Regions from separate parts of the Larimichthys crocea genome. Here region 2 is linked to region 1. The links are chromatin contacts, called in public Hi-C maps. All regions are on one chromosome and are shown on one strand. The core of a region is the stretch at or near the end of the contact, and the rest is flanking DNA. Distances in the headings are between cores, read along the strand shown.

Region 1 (6,095 bases), core at 2,227-4,726:
TCTGTATTTTTTTTTTGTATCTTCTATTGACAATGTTACCTTCTTTCTTATCCATCCAAACTTGTCTGGACCCCCTACTGTGATTTGGATGACAGAACTCTACGTTAGAGTTTCATGTAGGATGCCTGACAGAGAGTGCTCTGCATTTCACTCCCCTTGGTAGAGTTGCCTGTTTCTAAGACAAGAAGAAACTCACTTTAGAAAGTTTTATTCCAGTCTGTCTTTGATTACTCATACCTTTGTGTGTTTGAGGTTTTTCCCCTACAGGGCACAGTGAAGAAACACAGTAAACTAATCATGGTACTCGGGAGGGAACTATGACAATAATGATGAATGATCTGTCCAAAAAGTAATTCTTGCAAAAAAATCTTGACATCAAAGAATGCAAGGGTAGTATGAAGCAATCACAATATGAGCCGTTTCCAGGGTTGTGTTTTATATGCGCTTTATGAAGTTTCACATCAGATACACAGCACGCTGTCTAGGCTGCGGGTTCCTACTGGCTACAATATTATTAATATTGTAACACAGTAGAATTATTACCATAGTAAGATTATCACAGTGTATGTTTATTTTGAACAAATCCTTTAAGAACCACTCAAAGGATTTCCGCAGAAAATTAAATGGAGCCACACCTGTGAGCTAGTTTAAGCAGACAACTCATGGTGTGCTGCATATATAAACATGATATACTTCACACTCCACAATAATTTTTCAAACACGTCTATTTAAGCTGCAAAAATTAACCATCTCTCCCTCTGCTCTGTCTGGTCACTACGGTCGCTATGTCGCTCACCATCTCCCATTTGGAGAGAGGAGTCTTGCTCCTCAGGGGAAGAAATTGCTTTATCTCTAAAAACCCAGCCTCATTCCACCAAAGTTCGCTTCGAGAATGAATCAGACGCCCCACCTCTGCGCCATAGCTCCTGCATCACCTGCAAATGACTTGATGGCCTGTATACCACATCCTGAAAGAACTATATGAACATTTCTGCCCTGTCTGGCCTTAATCATAAGGAGCTCTTCAATTACCTTCACATTCAAGAAAGCTCTGCCAATACCTCAGAATTTTATCTGAGTACCGGCATTTCATAGTGCTTCTCCCAAAGGTAAAGGTAAAGCTCCAGCAAAGAGGTGTGTCGCTTCTCCCAGTCTTGTACCCTCAAAAAGATCCAAGCAATCAGAACCCCACCCCTCTGCTGAGCAACCATCCTGTCATCTCTCTTAAAAGTGAAATCAGCATTCAGTGTCTCTTTTTAATAACCATGTGTCCTAAGGCCTCGAGCATGTCATGTTCTCCATTCATTAAGATGACTGTCAATTAAGCAAGTCCATACATGATCTTTTATACACTGCTTCCAATTAAATGAGACTTGGTTTACCTAAAAGCACAATTAAAGCTTACGATTCAACTTGATGATTCTACTTTTCCTTCTATGCCAAGCTTCTACTTAGTCCTTAACCAGTGGATATCTCTGAAGACAGTGCATTTATTCTATTTTTGTTTGAATCCTGCCATCACCAAATACAAAGTATCAAAGCCATGATAGCAGGGATTCAGTTTCACTTTTGGTGCTAAGATCCTGCATCCCAGAGCCTTCTCAGGAATTCTTTCACTCAGCTGTTCCTCAGCAGCTTTAAAAATGCACGTCCAGGCAATGATAAAAGACTGCCTCTCACGATTTCACTAGTGCATAAATTGGTGTCAAGGTTGAGGCAAGGCTGTTTTTCACCATACATTGATGTAATGTTGGCCTTCTATGGGTTTCTCAGGTATGGTGAATAAACAACCAGATCTTGCTTTTTTAATCCTCAGAATGATCTCACCTTCTCTGATTTAACCTTGGAAGAGCATGTACTCAATATTCCTGAAGCACTCAAAATCTCGCCAAGGCACTTAATTCCCATTGCCAAAACTAGCACTACTTTTTGTCCTTTCTCTTCCGTTATCAAATTCTTGTATAATTATTCATCACTGATGGCTACAGACCCATGACAAGATCCTGATTTTCCTCAAAGTTGCATGATCTCTGCCTGAGGTGCGGCCTACCCCATGAACACTATTTCCCTCACTCCCTAAGAACTGGCGCAGCTACAACTGCAGCTTTCTATCAGCTTACCTAAACACTAAACTCCCTGGGCCGCTGCTCATCTCCTGGGATATCTTGATCTTAATTTTATTGTTGCATATCAGCAGGTTGCTGGGTATACAGTATTCAGTCATTTTGGAATATCTGTCAGTGTATTTGCAGGTGATCTAAGGTGTCCATGGGAAATAGTGGCTGCTGCTAGGCACACTCATAGCAGATTCATAGCAGATAGTTTATTTCCCTTCTGGTAGGGGTGCTCATGGAGAATGGCCACATGGTGGCTGGTGCTTTGGCCTACATTATAGAAGATCCTCACATCAGCTCCAAATGTGTGCTGTTTGGGGGGTTTAAGATATTTAAGATATTTAAGAAGCTTGTCGCTTCTCAATATCCCTACGTATAAATATCTGCAGGAGTGATGGGGTCGGAGTCTAGATGCTAAAGTCTAACCATATTCTGCTGCTGCATTAAACATTCCAAATATAAGATGTCTGACTGAACTGTACATTGTGCACATAGAAAAAGTTGTGCTGCAGGTAGGATGATGACATGAAGTCAGCCTCTGAGACAGAAAAAAAGGAATCAAAGAATCAGGAAATTAGACTAAAGAGAACAAAGAAATGTGACAAAAAGAGGAATCAAGAAATATGTCAAAGGTAAGAAAATCCCATTCCCTCTTAAACACACCAGGTTTATTTATGCAACAGTTCCATCCAGTGGTTGCATAACCAAATTGCAACCAGTAAACAACCTTGGATCTGCAACTTTTTTCTTCAGTATATTTTTGGTGTCTTTTCTTGGAAATATGTAAAGTAAGTCATTAATATTTAGTAGTGCCAGACTTCTGCTTTTTAAAAACTATAATTCCTCTTTATGATAAACTGTAGCACCCTCACTCTGAAAACCACTGGCAAGAGGATGTGGAAATACAATAGTCATTAGCATGTGGAAAAACTATAAACTCCTGTGAATATCAAGCAGTCCATTGTGAAATGTTGCTTTTGTTCTATTTTGATAACCCCTGCCCCTCCCAAAAAAAGCCAAAACAAAACAGGTGTATTAGTTATTTATTTGCAAGGCGTGCACACAAGTGTTCTACAGCAGTGGTCCCCAACCCCCGGGCCGCGGACCGGTACCGGTCCGTGGATCAATCAGTACCGGGCCGCACAAGAATTAATTAGTTATTTCTGTTTTATTTAATACGGTCATTTCGAAATAAAAAAACGTTTCAAAGTAGTAGAAGAAGAAAATATTACTTAATACTTAATATTTTCTTCTTCTCCTACCAACTGTAGATAGAGTAGTAAGTCCCCCTCTATTATAGTCCCAGTCTAAGTCGAGCGGTCTTTTATTTTGAAACGTTTTTTTTTAAACGTATTGTATGTCGGTTCTGTTGGTGCTTCAGTTTTGTTGGCAAGGGAAGGTAGGCTTGGTTTGGAGAACTTGTTTCGCTTTCTGCTGTGGAATGAGGAAGCGGTAGTCTAAAGTAGCGTAGTGCCTCTGCTGAAATGACAGATGGAAGGAAGAAAGCTGGAAAGCCTGTTGTGGAGACTCTAACGTGAGTGACAATTTTACAATGCTATTACTGTTATTAAGTTCCCATGGTTAATCCTGTGTGTTTGTTTTAAATGAAAACGGCCACTGTGTATGAATAAACAACAAACAGCTATGAACACTGATCACCTGGTATCTGACTAAAATTTTGCAGAACAACAATGACACTTGTAGTTGCTAACATGATGACGTGGGTGTTTGCTGTGCCAGGATGTGATACTGGAAACAGCAGAAGAACACGCTGGATGTTCCTGAATATGGATGCTAACATGTGGACAGCATGTTTGCCCAGGAGTTTGTGCTGAAACAGAGGACAGAGATCCTGCATGCGCTGTGCAGCAGTGGGTCAACTGAACATCTGGAACGAGTTTTGGACATACTGCTGGCCCAAGGGGAGCTCATATGGGAGGATTACCAGAACATACAGGTACCAGATAGGGCACTGTACACCAAAGCCCGACAGTTGCTCGACCTGGTTTATACAAAGGGTGTGGACACTTGTGAGCTCTTTCTTGCTGCTCTCAAACAGGTCTTGCCTGAATCACAGATAGTTGGCCTCTCATTTGCTGGATGTAATTCAAATCTAGAAGAAAAAGAAGAATACCAAAGCACATCAACTCATACTCTTCTGACTCAAAGACCAAGCCTGGTCAGCAAGCTACTAGGCCGCATTCATGGTGCTTTAGAAGCTCTCGTCATATCAGGACACTTTACCTCAGCAGACTGCGATGAAGTGCGCCTACCTGTATACACCCCCTCTCAGCAGGTACTGAAAAAAAGAGCAAATTATTACTGTTCCTTTTATTGTTTTTTACCTATTCAGTTGGCTTGGAATTAAACTAATGCTTGTTTTTTGCATTTCACTATACTCGCAGTCTGGATTTGAATACTTTAAAAATAATTTTGATACTATCATAAAATGCCTTTGTACCAGTGCTGATTTTAAATGAATCAAATGCACGTATTCAGTTTAATTCCAAGACTTAAATAAGAAAATTATTACCACCCTCATGTCTGTTACAGTTACTATGAAGCCAGCACTTGTAGTCTGTTAGTTTAGCCTAATACACAGTCTGTAAATAGTGGGAAATAGCTGGTCTAGCTCTGTGCAAAAGTAACAAAATTCACCAACTACAACTTCTAAAGGTCACTATAACGAGTATGAGAACCCCTGTTTCAGTATATGTGCTAAGCTAAGCAAACTGTCTGATGGTGTTACATTCACCATTTCACAGAAATGAAAGCTGTATCAGTCTCATCTTAACTCTTGGCAATAAGGGGATAATCGTATTTCCCAATATGCTGAACAAATGACTCTGATGTCATTCAATCAGGCAAGGCGTTTACTTGACCATGTCAGACCAAAGGGAGAATTAGCAGCAAAGGTTGTGCTGCAATACATTCAGCAAAAACAGGAAACTGGATCCGCTCTGAACCCGGAGAAACTGACCCCTCCCAAAGGTGAAGTATGTCATTGTACAAAATGTATGCTTTTCCTTGGTGGCACTGCAAAAATAGAACCTGCTTGAAAAAAAATGACTCACTCAAGAATGTAAAAGGACCGGTTGTTAGCAAATACAGTATGTATAATTTTACAGTGCTGTGTGTTTATTGTAGTTTGTTTTATATGTATGTTTTTTTTCACAGAGTTCTTAAAGTATCAGAAGAAACTCAGCAGTTCTGTGTCTGCCCAGTCCTGCTTTCTCAGTACTTATGGAGGAACCAGTCACATGTCTCTGGATGACATCTACACCGAAGGCCAACTGGAACTAGCTCAATACTGTGCTGATGTCCATGGACCTTTGGGTCTAGAGGACATAGTCGGTACAGTGGGTACAGTGAACGAGGAGGCCGACACGGTGCTAGTGTCTGGGGAGGCAGGCAGTGGGAAGACTACCTTACTCCAAAGGTTACACTTGCTTTGGGCTCGGGGAGTAGCCCTGCAGCAATTTCTACTTCTGTTTCCATTCAGCTGTCGCAGGTTGAACTCAGAGCACAGGGAATTGTCTGTCAAAGAATTGCTGTTTCAGCACTGCTGCTGGCCAGATAGGGATCAGGAAGAGATTTTCCAGTTCATTCTGGACCATCCACATCTCGTTCTGTTCACTTTTGATGGCCTGGATGAGCTCAAGCAGAGCTTTTCAGATGAAAAGAGGCTCTGCTGCCCAACACAGCCTGCACCTGTTCACATACTATTGTTCAACTTCATTCAGGGTTCTTTAATGAAGGGAGTTCGAAAGGTGGTAACTAGTCGCCCAGAGGCAGTTGGCCCTATGTTAAAGACACACCTTTGCAAAGAGGTCCTCCTGAAAGGCTTTTCCCCAAGTGGGATTGACTGTTTTGTAAGAAAACATCACAGTGACAACACTGTAGCTACTAAGGTTTTGGAGTCCCTACAGACAAACACTGCTTTACTTGGACTGTGTCATAGTCCAGTCCTCTGCTGGATTG
Region 2 (6,095 bases), core at 2,357-4,856, 170 kb before region 1:
TTGAACAACGAACGTGTACACAGATTTTTTTAAGACGGTAACTTACAAATGCAATCAGTAAGAGTGGGACAAAACTTATGCATGACATTTTTTCGTTGGTTGATTTTTCTGTTGGTTTAATCTGTTTTGTTATGTCTAAAACAGGTTATACAAAGATTTGTACAAAAAAAAATGCATAAGCAAAAAAAGGTAAAAAAAAAAAAAAAAATACAAGTAAAATGAAAATGTTTCATATTACCTTTTTACAAGATATACCGATTGAAGACATGTAAACATGCACATCTTGTGCCCACAGCTTTTTGGCCAAAGCCGAGAGCTGGTTTGGGTCCCATTGCCAACATAAATCATCAGCATCTACTTTTACTCCTGGTTGCTCTCTGTGAGTGTGCTACAGTGTTAACATTTAGCCTTTAGTGAGCCACTGCTCACATACAGCCCTATAAATGGCTGGATGGAGCCTGCTCTCTCACCCAGCTCAATAGCACAGCCACACCAGTGTAGAGGCTTTAAGACTACAGGTTTAAATTAATAAGGGGTGATAAATTGTTTTATTGAGAAATCCTACACTTGAAGAAAAAAAAAAATGTGTTAACAATACAACTGTGGGTGATAATCTGTTCCTTTGGTAATCTACCCACAACAAAATCATTTGTATTTGTTAAATGTATTTATTTTTAATAATTATATGAATATAGTATGGATAAATGTATTATTAACAGTAGAGCCCATATATTTGAGTCCTATATTTGAAATAGGATAAGTTGTGGGGAGGTGGGGTGGGAAACATATATTCAGAGCAAAATACCACGTTTATTATTTCATTGTTTTTTTTGTTTTGTTTTGTTTTTTTTTTCAGTTGAGTGACCAAGTTACTTTGGAAAGTTTGAGAGACCGTTTTGCAAGTTCTCGGTGAGAATTTTGTTTTAATATGTGGCTGGTCTACTTACTTTAAAAGGGAGATGATTTTTATTTTATTTTATAAACTATCATAGCAACACACTCTTCAATATGTCAATCCCCCCTCTGTCATTGCAACAACTAACCTGTAGATGGAGTCATCACTCCAAGTCTGAATCCACAGAGTTTGGGCTTGTATACTGCATTTGGAGGGTTTATCTCTGTGTTATTTGTGTGTTTGACCCATAATATCCTGATATTTCAACCAAATGAGCAGCTGCACATAGAAAACCTGTTGAGCTGAGTGCTTGCTGGAGGGAGTAGCACACCAAAGCACACCACAAGCCCCTTATTGTGTCTCTCTCCAAATGGAGCAACATTCACCCACAGTGGAACAAATAAGGAGCCAGCAATAACAACCACCTTACACTATTATCATTACTCTACAATGACTACTGCAGCTATAGGATGTCATGCTCACTGCTGAGCAAGTTTGATCTTCTGTGTTAACACAGTGAAGCACATTTGGTAAATCCACCCTATAACTTGAGCTTATTTTTTTGTGGTGCCCCCCCCCCCAAAAAAAAAAAAAAATTCAACAGTACTACAGTTGTGGCTTGAATGCAGTATATAAGCGCTGGTCTTGTGGTAGACTGAAGGAGAAAGGTGAATAAAGTTGTGCCATCTGAATGTCCACTGACCATCTCTCTTCACTGCAGGAAGGCTTCAAACCCAACTGTACTCACCTGAAATGTTTCTCTGCAGCTATTACAATTCATGCAATAAAATCAGTACAATTAAACCTCTGGAACCTCAAGGTGTCATTTCTCACTCAGCAATTGGATTCACTGGTGCACTTTTTATGTGGACCGACCACGACTGGTGGAGAAGCTCAAATAAGATTGTCTTTAATGCTCATTATGGGATCATTATTGATCCATCAAAGGACCTCAGTCTCCTCAGCAAGTGAAGACGACTTAATTGTTCTCCAACTAGTCCAATTCATTGTTTAGGTGAACACACAGGTATTTGTACGTTCCTACCATCTCGATATCCAATCCCTGGTGGCCTGAGGTGTCTTCCTCCTTCATCTGGCTGGTGTTGATGTCAAGGTGGTTGAGATTACAAGAGTTGACAAAGTCTGTGCTCCTGCTCATTTCCTTCTGATACACATCCAACCATTGCTGAGAACTTGGGAGAGGTGATTGTTGTCTGAGGTTTGATGTGTACAGTTTGAATGAAAAGAAGAGTGATCATCGTACCCTGTGGGTCCCCTGTGCTGCATCAGACACGCAGTGATGATAATACTATGTTCTTTTAGGGAGGTAGTTGATAGTCCATGCGATCACGGGGCAGTCAATTCCAACTTAATCTTAATTTTAAACTCCCTTTAAGAACCATAAATGCCAAGTGTCTCATCAGAACATCTAGAATTAATGAAATTTGCTCCACAGGCTGACTTTGGTGAATACAATGAACTTCATACCAACTGTAAAAGTAAGTGAATCCACTACTGAACTACTAAAGATAGATCACTCTGATTCATACCTGTGGGACATGTATAAACAAGTAGTACTTTGCTCTGAGGTAGACGCAGTAACAGCGACTGAACTGTCCCAGTACATTTTTTGCTGCTCTTTTTCGGCAACTTCTGTTCAATTTGACAGACTTGGGTAATACAAGCTCTGTCTTCTACCAGCAGCAAATGAGGAGTGCCTTGAACACAAAGCCTATGGTCTTCACAGAAGATGAGAGTGCTTATGAATATCTTAATAACACTATCTATCCATCCATCCATCCATCCATCCATCCATAAATGGGGGAAACAGGAGTACCCTGTGAAAACCCACGTGGCCAGTTCTTAAAACAGTGACATGTTAACAGCAGTCGGGGAGAAAACGGCCAACATTGTAGCCATTAAAACCCTAAAAAGGACCTTGTCACTGATCCCTCCGTGTCTAAATCCAGAGTTTGCTGCAAATCTTAAAGTGTGTGCCAAAATACGCAGAGACCTGCAGCAATCATGGTCAGATCGGACAAACCCCTCCACAGGCAGCCTGAAATGTCACTGAAACTGAGCTTATTCAGGTGGATCCATGAACATTAGAGGTCATATAAATGAGTCTTACATTTTGAAATAGGATAAACCGCGGGGAGGTGTGGTGCAAGTTAATATGTGGCTTGTCTACTCACATTATGAAAGGGAGATGATTTTGATTTTATTTTTATTTGAACTATCTCTATCTCACTTCATGATGTCAATGCCCCTCTGTCATTGCAACAACTAGCCTGTAGATGGAGCCATCGCTCCAAGTCTGTATATACAACATTCACCCACAGTGAAAGGAGCCAGCAATAATACATTATATACCATTACTCTGCAATGGCTACCGCGGATACAGGATATAACGCTCACTGCTGTGAAAGTTTCATCTTCTGTCTTCTGACACATTGAAGTCCAGACTGCAACTCGAGCCGTCATTTCTCAGCACTACAGCTGCGGTTGTTTAAAGGCAGTGTGTAAGATATGCAGTGCATGCAGTGGTAGACACCTTTTCCACTCTGTGTCATAGGGTCAATAGCTTCACGGGTAAAGTCCCCCCACACCGTGACTTAATTTAACACGCACAAGTGTGGTGTGCGTGTGTCAAAAAAAAAAAAAAAAAAAAAAAAAAGCGGGGGGGGGGGGGGAAAAAAATGCGCGTGAGTGTGGTGGTAAACGCGCGCGTGAGTGGTGCCTGACAGAGATGGAGGAGGGGCGTCTGAGCTCCGAGCAGCGCGCGGACTGACAGTTGGAGAGGCTGCACGGGGGACCACAGCACGCGCTCCCAACACCGCATCCATAAGTCATCTGTGTACATTTATGTCCACGAGACGTTATTAAAAACCTGTCAGGTAAGACAGTGAAACTTTGTTTAATTATACAATATATACCCCAGGTGAAACTTTACAACCTGGAAGCTTTTGTTCTCGTCTCAAGGAGAGGTTAATTGTTTCCTCATTTTAAAAACAAAGACGGATTTCTCTGTCCAAAAAGTTGTCAGAGCTTTTACATTTGGGTGGAAGGTGATGTTTCACCAAATGTGTGTTTTCTTACCAGTTTTCAGTTTCTTTCGGTGTTTTTTCACCTGTCTGCTCATGTCACCCACAGTCTGATGTTGAGTTTGGTGCATTTCGGGTTACCAGTTAACAACGAGGCTACCTGCTGTGGCTCACTTTGAATTTAGCTGCCGGTGTTTCACTTCGACACTTCTCTGTAAATCCGATGAGGGTGTTTGTTCGGTAATATGGTAGTCAAATGTCTTTAATGGATTCATATCACTCTCATTAAAATCTAGATACTATCTGTGAACCTGCACAGTGTATGTGACACTATGCTGGTGTGTCTTCTGCAGAGTTTCATGCACATTTCCATTTCTCCACTCTTCTTTTTTCAGTCATATGTGTTGTCTTGTATCTGTGACTTGGTGTTCTTCAAACTAAGCCTGACCCCAAAATGTTTACAGGGCAGGAAATGATTTTTTTTTGTGTTAAGTATGCAAAAGTGCTGCTGCTAAGATACTGACTTGAAAGAGTTTATCTCTTCCTATCTCTTCCGAGAACATAATGCTCATGGGTTCAACAGGACTGGCGCCTCTGTTTGTACCCTTTCATTTCAGAGTGACCTTTTTTTTTTTTTTTTAGTCTCTTTGTAAAAACTGCCACATAAAACAAGATATTTTGAGCAATTGAAATACCAAAGGTCTATAAATGTTCCGGTTTTAACTGCAGCTTGTACTTAACTGGTGTTGAAGCTAATTCATATGTGGTCCTAACGCTGGTCTTTCCTTCAGTCTTTGCGTCACAGATGGCTTTAATGTTTAAGCAAGTGAAGTTCTGACTTTGTGTGCATGTGGTGTTGTGCCGTGGGATTGGACTGGATAATCTAAAGACCTCACTGTCAACATTTTTCATTGGAACTACTTTATACTGAAGAAAAGGTTTTGAAGTGGTGGGTTTTTGTCAGTACATCACAGTGGCTGTTGTGAACCATAGTGTTATGGCTATCTTGAAGGTAAATATATAATGCTGTTGCTGTGGAGAGCTTGTTTTCTAACAACACTGGGGCTTGAGGTCAGTGTCGCATTGATTCATGTTTTTATTAAACCAACAGTATCAAACATATTTTTTTATGCATACAGTGTTGTAGGTCTGTTGATCTTACCATTGTGAACGGAGAACCAATAGACAGATTGTAATGGTTGGATTTAGCTGAACAACAATATGTTGACTATGCAAACAAATCATCTACCTATTGCAATCCACCTAGTTTTCTTACATTATTATTTTATTACTATACCACAACACAACATATTCGCAGTCTGTCTGTGCTATGATGAATTATAGAGCCGCAACCAATGATCATCTTTATCACTGATTAATCTGCTGATTGTTTTGTCGATTTATAGATTAACCGTTCAGGCTATAAAATGTGAAAAATTATATTTATATTTTTTCTTTAATTCACTTGCCCAACCCTCATTTAAACATCGGCCATGATTTACAGCAGTTCTATGACTAAAGAGAAAGTGGACTTGATATTGTCATGCAGTTTAAGCTGTTGAATGAAAGGAAATCCTGAAGCTTCTCTTACCGGCAATACGAGATTGTGTAGCCGTGCAGATGTCTTGTGAAAACATCATATGACATGTGTTTCTTCACTAGAAAATGCAGTTCTGCTGATTAAAGCGGTTTGCTCCAGCCTAATATTGTTTGCACTGACTGTAAACTGTTTTCTGTTAGCCAAGAATAGAAGAATGAAAAACGTGTAAACCCTGGGATTAGGTGATAAAATGCAGGGCACATTAATAAATCACCATCTGCACGAGGATGACATCCATGGCGTGTGCGTGTGTGTGTACATGTATCATTTGGATGATTACACTAATCCCTTTGTCAATTCTGCCTTGGTAAATAGAGTCTGTGGGGTTACCAGTAACTGCTTTTCTGTAATGAGGACAGAGGACAGATTTTAATTATCTAGTCAGCACAGAGCATTAAATTCAAATGTACTTAAATAATGAGTATTGCAAAACTTGTTTGTCAAAAATATCTCTATCAAAAATAAAGCTTAAAAACAAACAAGCTCCATACTTCAAAATCAATGCCCCAACTGCTCTCTCAATTGATTTTGAACCCTGTGCATTTTTGCTCAGATA

The links. A called contact is a pair of places that touch in the nucleus more often than the background predicts.
Region 2: a Hi-C map of muscle shows a contact between it and region 1, with 3 times the contacts expected there. The contact joins the promoter of adcy7 here to the promoter of nod2 in region 1. A contact is called at or near these places in 2 of 7 Hi-C or Micro-C datasets (both in muscle).

What each region holds. Positions count from the first base shown.
Region 1 is chrVIII:22,703,870-22,709,964 of L_crocea_2.0, reverse strand. nod2 (nucleotide-binding oligomerization domain containing 2) reads left to right here and starts at 3,476. Exons shown (of 10, transcript XM_010729143.3): 1 at 3,476-3,648; 2 at 3,799-4,071; 3 at 4,979-5,105; 4 at 5,292-6,095. The coding sequence starts at 3,925.
Region 2 is chrVIII:22,872,730-22,878,824 of L_crocea_2.0, reverse strand. It overlaps adcy7 (adenylate cyclase 7), which reads left to right and starts at 3,606. Exons shown (of 28, transcript XM_019274315.2): 1 at 3,606-3,792. tent4b (terminal nucleotidyltransferase 4B) reads left to right here. Exons shown (of 12, transcript XM_010757293.3): 12 at 1-1,476.